Regions from separate parts of the Zea mays genome. Here regions 2 and 3 are each linked to region 1. The links are chromatin contacts, called in public Hi-C maps. All regions are on one chromosome and are shown on one strand. The core of a region is the stretch at or near the end of the contact, and the rest is flanking DNA. Distances in the headings are between cores, read along the strand shown. Region 1 has its middle 25 kb from the start of LOC103651394. Region 2 overlaps LOC100191159 (GBF-interacting protein 1). Region 3 holds the start of LOC100273610.

Evidence for each region. Hi-C and Micro-C count contacts between places; a contact is called where the count stands out from the background.
Region 2: a contact with region 1 is called in a Hi-C map of tassel, with 3 times the contacts expected there. The contact joins two enhancer-like sites. A contact is called at or near these places in 5 of 25 Hi-C or Micro-C datasets (ear, leaf, tassel and 1 more).
Region 3: a contact with region 1 is called in a Hi-C map of ear, with 4 times the contacts expected there. The contact joins the promoter of LOC100273610 here to the enhancer-like site in region 1. A contact is called at or near these places in 2 of 25 Hi-C or Micro-C datasets (ear and tassel).

The regions. Positions count from the first base shown.
Region 1 is chr3:217,205,660-217,208,640 of Zm-B73-REFERENCE-NAM-5.0, reverse strand. No RefSeq gene overlaps it. Among protein-coding and RNA genes, the nearest start is that of LOC103651394, 25 kb to the left of the region's middle. Within about 2 kb of position 1,635, at least 17 of the 20 cell types and tissues checked have an H3K27ac peak or open chromatin away from gene starts, as enhancers often do. A contact at or near this core is called in ear and tassel, where this site is marked.
Region 2 is chr3:216,912,269-216,915,139 of Zm-B73-REFERENCE-NAM-5.0, reverse strand. LOC100191159 (GBF-interacting protein 1) reads right to left here. Exons shown (of 10, transcript NM_001358427.1): 9 at 2,164-2,640; 10 at 1,465-2,020. The coding sequence ends at 1,739. Among protein-coding and RNA genes, the nearest start is that of LOC100191159, 7.8 kb to the right of the region's middle. Within about 2 kb of position 1,354, at least 3 of the 20 cell types and tissues checked have an H3K27ac peak or open chromatin away from gene starts, as enhancers often do. A contact at or near this core is called in ear and tassel, where this site is marked.
Region 3 is chr3:216,739,011-216,741,832 of Zm-B73-REFERENCE-NAM-5.0, reverse strand. It overlaps LOC100273610, which reads left to right and starts at 1,271. Exons shown (of 1, transcript NM_001148026.1): 1 at 1,271-2,822. The coding sequence starts at 1,334.

The DNA.
Region 1 (2,981 bases), core at 386-2,885:
GCGAGCTGACCCGAGGCACGACCCATTTAATAGTGTCTGGGCTAACCCGACACGAGCGTCGTGCGGTGTTTGGGCCATAGCCTCAGCCCATAGTGCTGGCCCGGCATGGTTATTATTTTTTATTTTACAAAAAAAATCATATATACATATGTACAATTTATATTTAATATTATAAATACTTGAGCATTATGTTCTACTAGTTAGACAGTGTCTTCCACCCTTCTTCCATCAGGGTGTGGGTTCAAACCCCACATCCTGCTCTGCTTTTTAATATTTTATGCTGAGTTGATTTAGAAGAAATGTAGGAACTTTTTTGTAAAAAGATGACGCAGGACGACCGTTGAAACTGGTGTTTTAAGTATAACTAGTCGGTTGCCTGTGCGTTGCGACGGCTTACAACAATACCTACGTAAACTATCCATCAAAAAAAATCAAGATTTTTTATTGATTGTCTCCGCTCTCTGTATAATATATTTTTTGATTTGGCTAACTGATGTTATTGTTTACTCCATGCAAATATGTCCTGGTACAATACGACCAATGAAGTGAGCGATTAGAAGAGAGTTCACAACGATTGACTGAATGAACAGAGATTATAAAATGACACAACTCTATCATATAGAGACCAAATAAGAGAAAGTTTGTGAGATCAAGTTTATAAAATAAGTCCCATGAAGTCAAACTTATAAAAAAGATAGATCAAAATATGGAGTGATTGCTAAAGTCCGGCATCAATAAAAACTGGATGTGCTCCATATAAATTACGCTAATTCGTAGCAATTACTAACGTTTAAAACCAACAAATAACCTTTCATTTTGCTGTTAGTGTGACAAATCATTGCTGCTCCATCTAATTCAGCAACCTCAAACACCATGTAGTCAATTGCGTCAATGTGGTCTCAGAAACGACTATTGCTTGCAAGAGCAAAGAACGTCGTGCCGTGCTTGGGCTGTAGCCTCGGCCCGTAGTGCTGGCCCGGCCCAACACGATTATTTTTTTATTTTACAAAAAAATGTATATACGTATATACAATTTATATTCAATATTAAAAACATATTAGCGTGATGTTATACTGTTTAGACAGTTTCACTTAGTGTCTCCCGCCCTTCTTCCATCAGGGCATGGGTTCGAACCCCACCTCTTGCACCGTTTTTTAACATTTTACGCTGATTTAATTAAATGGATCGACGGGCTAAAGGGCTGGCCCAACACAATTAGCAGGCCGGCATGACATGCATGTGTCATAGTTGTGGCCCGCGTGCATCTACCCGTGTCGGGCGTTGTTACGCTGATTTAATTAAATGGATCGACGGGCTAACGGGTTGGCCCGACACAGTTAGCAGGCCGGCATGACGTGCCTGTACCATAGTTGTGTTCCACGTGCATCTAGGCCGTGTCGGACGTCGTTTGACGTCTATAGACGTGCATCAGATTAATTTGAAATAGCCGTGGGGGTTATTTGAAAAAAAATGGCGCGTGACGACCGTTGAAACTGGTGCTTTAAGTATAGTATAGATATAGAGAGTAGAGATTATAGAAGAATTTGATTGGGAGGTGGGTGAAGGCGCTAGCCGTACAGCCAGGGACGGATTCAGGCCTTCGGCCCATGCCCCGGGGCCTGGCCCATCTAAGTGTGTTAAGCCCATATCGGATATGGACCCCCCCCCCCCCCCCCCTTTTTCAGGCGCTCTCCATCATTTCTCTCTCCTCTCCTTCCGCCCCCGACGCCACCAAAATCGGAAAATCAAAATGCGACCTTCAGAGAAGAAGCACAAAAGTATGCATGTACAGGTACAGTTTAGAATGGGCCGGAATTAACTGGTCACAATTTGCTCCCGAAAGGAGCCAATTAATCCCGTGGTTGGTGCCGGAAACATATTGGGCCGTCCCACAGCAACGCGCCCAGACAGGTTGCCTCATGCTCATGCATCACATTTCTGAAGCCGATGCCAACGTCAAGTCTGCAACTGAGAAATTATGACCATTCCTACTTGTTATTATTTGGATTCACTGAAGCTAAAGTGTAACCAGCTAGTTTATCTGAACAACTTCAGCTAAACTTTTCTATATATGGTAGTTTTTCATTTCAACGCTGCAGGAACACCGGCGCATTTTTTGGGTTTTTTTTAAACCGTGTCTGATCGGAGCGCGCAAAGAAGCGAAGCGAAACAGGCACGCCTTCGCTTTTTCCCAACGAGCCTGTTGAGCACCAAATTGAGGTGCGGACAGTCCGGCCATAAGGCCGGACGGTCCGCGATCCGGACGGTCCGCACCTGTGGGCCGGACGGTCCGCGCACGTGTAGAACAGATTAGGGTTCCGAGTTTTTCGCTGCGTTTGTTGGCGAAAATCCCGGGATTTGCTCGGAGTTTTGACGGTAAAGGGTCCAACCCCCCTCCTCTATAAATAGAGAGGTCTACGGCCGATTTATAATGAACAATCGAATCAACAACTTCTATTTCGCATTTTATTCTAGGAGTAGTTCTAGTCTAGTTTAGGTTTAGCCCCTCGATCTCCAAATTTTTCGCCTCTCTTCGACTCTACGTCGATTAGAGGAGTCTAGGTCGGTTTACCCGAGCCTATACAACTCATAGGATCTCTCCTCCCCGACGGGGTCCCTCCCGGGAGCGAGATCCAGGCTGCCGCCGGCGACTTCCGCCGCCCCTGCGCACGCGCGGACCGTCCGGCCCTAGGGCGCGGACCGTCCGGTCGTCAGGCAGGGAACCCGAGCTCCTGCACCAGGCCGCGGACCGTCCGGTCCCTGTGCGCGGACCGTCCGCGCCTGACCAGAGAGCACCGCCGTCTCGCGCCAGTACGCGGACCGTCCGGCCCTGTGCCGCGGACCGTCCGCGCCTGACCAGAGAGCACCGCCGCCGGTTCTTTTGAAGTGATTGGCGCCTCCAAAAAGGTGTCAACATACTTTTTGGCGACTCCGCTGGGGAAAACACATCTAAGCTCATCAAATCGGCCCTCAATGGCCGG
Region 2 (2,871 bases), core at 105-2,604, 290 kb after region 1:
AGGAGGAGGAAGACAACCCTGTCGCCAGGTTGCGGACCGTCCGGTCGTCAGGGAGGGAACCCTAGCCTCGCGCCAGGTCGCGGACCGTCTGGCCCTGTGCCGCGGACCGTCCGCGCCTGACCAGAGAGCACCGCCGCTGGTTCTTGTTGAGTGATTGGTGCCCCAAAAAAGCGCCAACAGTTAGTTCATCGGCATGGCCTAGGAAAAAAAATTGGTTTTAGGATCCTACGACATCGGCGTAGAAACAACTAGGCATGACGGACGCAACATTAACATGTTTCTTAAGACTAACCAAACTAGAGTACCATTTGTCCAACAATTTATTGACTTGTTCCCAAGTAAACCCATTAGATGATTCGCTTACATGTGAAGTTACCTTGGATGTAGAAATAGATGGAGCCTCGAAGTTGTAGGTTTGGATGTTTTTTTATAAGGGAAAATTTTAATTAAGATCAAGATAGTTACATCAAGTGATTACAACTTTTGTTGACTATGTTTTCCCGGCCTCTGTGTCAACATACACACAGCCCACACGAATGAAAAAAGAAGCTAAAAACTTCCTGACACCTAGCTGAGATCAATCCGGGGACTAGATTGCCATCGTCATCTTCCTGAGCACCTGCTCCAAACAGCCCCAAGTAGCTAGCACCATGCTCGGTTCTAGTGGATACCTGAAAAGATTACCTGCAAAGGAGATTGTACAGTTTTCCATTCAAAAACAACATCACAATAACGCCAGATAGCCCAACACGTGATTGTCGCTCCAATAAGTGGTTTCGATGTTAGTGGACTTATATTCTTCAGCCATCATACTTAATCGTTGTTTGAATGAACAATCCGCTAGAGGAGCTACCACATTAGCAGCATTCTTCGCTTCTAAATCCTTGCGAAGAGCCTCTAAGAATTGATCAATAGTGATTCGATGGGCGATGCTCATTGAACACGCTAGTGCGATCATGTCCCGTTATTATCTTGATCTTCAGGCATTTTGAACTCTGATTAACCTTTTCTTCTAGTAGAAAAAGACCCAACACTGAATCAGCGCTACTGAGATCATCTGTCCGACTGAGTGTCGCGCTAGTGATTTCATCTGTCCCGTTTTTCCCAGAATCGTCCTGGAATTTAACTCCAATGCATACGGTACAGCTCAATTTCCATGGAACTGCCTGACACTCTGCGGCTGTTTTGTTAAAACTGGTTCGATAACAACATAGCAGGCTTATAAATTGATACACTGGTTTGCATGAACATTTGCATTGCATGTGAACATCGCAGTTGAGTCCACCGGATTGGTGACTTCAATATTGTTGGGTTCTTCAATGCTTCTCCAAGCAAACAAAGCCCATGGGAAATTTGTAGCAGGCTAGCAGTACCCATTCTCATCCTGTACGATTCTGCAAACCAGGGCTGCAACTTCATAAGCATGCATGCATATCAAAAGTAGCTGCAGCACGTAGAAGCTTCTAGGCATCAAGAACAAAACGGCACATTACAGGGTATGAAAAGCAGATCTGTTAGATGAGTTAGGACTTTACCGTTACAAGATAGCACCTCTGCAACACCACTCACTATCAAGTAAAAACCACGACAGCCTAATTTAGTTCCAGAACACACAGCTGGAGAAAAAAAAGAAAGAAAGAAAAACAACACACTTCATTGCTGTTGGGCTCAGCTAGTCTGCTCGCTTGCAGGTAAGCTGGCAGCGTAGAGAGGCATCTCCAAGGAGAGCACAGAAGGTTTAGTAGATGTGCTGCCAGAGCTGGTGTGAAGGCTGGGATGGTACCCCCTGGGGATTGTTCAAGCTTCCCTCAGTGGGGTTCTGGGGGTGCTCCTGTGGCAGACTGGTCTGCGACTGGTAGAAGCTTGGATACCCAAGACCACCGTACTGAGATGGCTGATGTGCCTGGCGGAAGCCACCATGCTGACTCTGGCCCTGGAAACCATAGAAGTTACCAGGCGGAACTGCAGAAATTGTTCTTGAACCAGCGCCTCCATGAAGCCACATCGTTGAATTATCACTCTGATATGGAAACAAAAAAAACGACAGAATGAAATGAACCTCCAAAACAAAAATAGGAACACGAAAACCTCATGCAACTAAAGAAGGCTATAGATCCAACCAAGGGCACCAGAAGATGAACCAGAGCACTATGTCATCATTACCTGCTGTAGTGCTGCATAATGATTGGGGTGTTTGAATTGTGTGCCTAAAGCTTCATCAAATCCCAAAGTTGTAGGTGCAGCGGGAGCACCCTGATTTTGGCTGAAATTTCCAGGGATATTATTTGCACTTCCGAACCCTCCGTAACCAGAGAGTGATGATGGTTGTGGTAGGGTCGAAGCAGGAGGGCTGCTCTTGTATTGTGGCATCGGATACTTCATACCAGCTCCAGGCACGGCAGGAGCAGCAGATTGATGGAAAGGCCCATTACTTGAGTACGCTTGCTGGAATGGCGCTGAAGGTAGGTAATAGTTCTGAGGCAAATATGGATAGCCAACCAGGCTGGTAAAAGGCCCAAGGGGCAGAGTTGGCTGAGAGTATACAGGCAATTGTTGTGGGAGAGGAAGACCCGACGAAATGCTTGTACTGGGAACATGTTGCGTAGACTGAGTATTGGGGAAGCCTCCCTGTTTTGAAGTCTGCAGAAAGTTCCAATAAAGAGAAATGCAGCAATGAGATAATTGAAGCAACAGCACATCAACATGTATTCCACATCACCACACAAATGACACCAAAATGAGTAATCCATCTAGCTGGCATAAAAGTACAAACTGACTGGTTACATAAGCATATGATTCATTTTATAAACTTGCCACAAACTTCAATGGAAATAAGGTCTACTACGTTGCCACATCATTTTTGTCATGTGA
Region 3 (2,822 bases), core at 22-2,521, 470 kb after region 1:
GTCCGGACTCTTAACGAAGCCCGCCATAAAATGTTAGCCCGTTCATGGCCACATAACCAGCCCAGCACGGCCAGCATCCGGCCACCGTGCGTGCGCGAGCGAAGCCGAAGCGCAGACCCTGTCCGCCCGGGCCTCCCCTACAATATTTTTTAAAAATTTAAAACTATACTTTACACTAAAATATTGTAGAAATATGGTCTACCACCCCACCAACGAGAAGTACGAACCCAATTGTAAATATTTTTTTAACTTTTCTTTCGCACCGAGGTGTCTAGGAAGACTTGGCGCCCAACAGAGAGGCAACAGACAGACACCCTGCGGCTCCACGGAGAGACGATATGCACTCTCTCTCTCTCCCTATACCCATATTATGCAAACTTCGCTAAAGATGATGAAACTAGGGTCAAAAGAAAACACAAAGTAACCGTAGTAGAGGAATAGGCAAAACGTGAATTAAACAGGCAAAAGTGTTTCGATGCCCCCTAACTAAAGGAAGCCCCTCCAAAGGTGGTTGAAGATGGCTTGTTTACTTGGTTTTGATTCGTAATGGTTTCTAATGCTTCTACAATGTTTTTGTCTCTATAGATTGCAGCTGCATCAGACCAAACAACTGACTTTAATCTGAATCAAACAGCTAGTGTTGATACACCCACAAAAACATTAAAAACCACTATTATATCTACAAGAGAAGCACATTACCCTCTAATTTCTTATAGCTTCGCTTCTGCACGAGAGAGATGTACACTTTCTGTTAATTTAGGTTATGATGTCACATTGATCTGTTAAACATTTCTCACTAGCTATCCGGTCCGTGATGGAAGCATTCGGCTGTAGGTGCTTGTGCCACCTCACTGCTCACGGGCGTCACGGCTCACCTGCACAACTATAATAAACGTGTTTGAGGTCTTCAATACTGCGCAGGATTTTCTCTGCTCTCTTGTGTAAGACATCAGTCTACATGTACAATTCGTTACACGGTTTTAATTCGGTCAAAACCCCTTATAATGACTATACTTCAAATTTTCTAGGATTTGAAATTCAGTGTTATAGTTTTTATCGTTGATCTTGGGTTGATGGTATATCATTATGGATGAAATCTTTCTGGGCCGAACTGGCACTGTAGGCTTAAGTGGGCTTAATGCGTATGATTGCCTTGGCCCGTGCCTGAAGTCACGATCTACATCCATCCAGCACACCATACCCTAGTTCTTCCTTCCCGAACCCTCGCGCCGCCACCGCCGCCGTCTAGCATTTTCCTACACCCAATCTGATCTGACCAAGCCCTCTGAACACCACCGCCCATCCTCCTCCTCCTCCGCCGCCGCCGCCCAAGATGGGCTTCGACGTGGGCCTCGTCCCCTACAACCCCGACGGGTGGGGTCCACCTGAAGTTGCCGCCGCGCCGCCTTCCCTCGGTGGTGGCTCCTCGTCTGTCCCCTTCGCTCCCTTCTCCCGCTCCGACAAGCTGGGCCGCATCGCCGACTGGACGCGCAACCCGCCGGGCCCCGGGGCTTTCGCCGCAGCTCGCGACGCCGTCTTCGATTTCGCGGGGCTCGAGGACTCCATCGGGCTCGCGTCCGCGGACGACTCGTCCTTCCGCCTCGTCGATGGCAAACCGCCGCCGCGGCACCCGCGGTTTGGACCTCGCTGGCGCTTCCAGCAGCGGCCCCAACTCCCGCAGCGCCGCGACGAAGAGGTCGAGGCTCGGCGTCGCGAGGCCGAGAAGGAGCGCGCCCGCCGCGACCGCCACTGGCAGCAGAACCGCCGCACGCACCACCAGTTCAACCGCGGCGGGCCCTCCTCGTCGTCTGCCAAACCGTCCGTTGACATCCAGCCCGAGTGGTCGGTGAAGGAGCAGATCCCTTTCTCATCCTTCTCCAAGCTCTCCTTCGCCGTCGCCGACCAGCCCGAGGATCTCCTCGTCTGTGGCGCAGTCGAGTACTACGACCGGACCTACGATCGCGTCACCCCCAGGGCCGAGCGTCGCCTCGAGCGCTTCAAGTCGCGGAACTTCTTCAAGGTCACCACTACCGACGACCCCGTCATCCGCCGTCTTGCTGAGAATGACACGGCCACGGTCTTCGCCAATGACACCATCCTGGCCGCACTCATGTGTGCGCCCCGTAGCGTCCAGTCCTGGGATATCGTAATTCAGCGTGTTGGCAACAAGTTGTTCTTCGACAAGCGTGATGGCTCTCAGCTTGATCTTCTCACCGTCAACGAAACCGCCCAGGAGGCACTCCCTGAGGCCAAGGAAGACATCAACTCCGCGCATTCGCTGGCGGTTGAAGCCACATACGTCAATCAGAACTTCTCGCAGCAGGTGCTGCTCCGCAATGGTGAGAAGGTCACGTTCGACGAGCCTAACCCGTTTGCCACTGAAGGGGAGGAAGCTGCTTCCGTTGCTTACCGCTACCGCCGCTGGAAGCTTGATGAGGAGACAAGCTTGGTTGCTCGGTGCGAGGTTCATGCCGTGAGCGTTGATCTACGCGGCGAGCGCCAGTTCCTTACACTCAACGCCCTCAACGAGTTCGATCCCAAGGTCACTGGTGTTGACTGGAGGAAGAAGCTTGAGACCCAGCGGGGTGCTGTGCTTGCCACTGAGCTCAAGAACAATGCCAACAAGCTTGCACGCTGGACTGCCCAGGCGCTGCTTGCCGGCGCAGACATGATGAAGTTGGGTTATGTGTCACGGCTGCACCCACGCGACCAGTACAACCATTCCATTCTCAGTGTGATCGGGTACAAGCCAAGGGATTTCGCTGCACAGATCAATCTCAACACCGCAAATATGTGGGGGATCGTGAAGTCTATTGTGGATG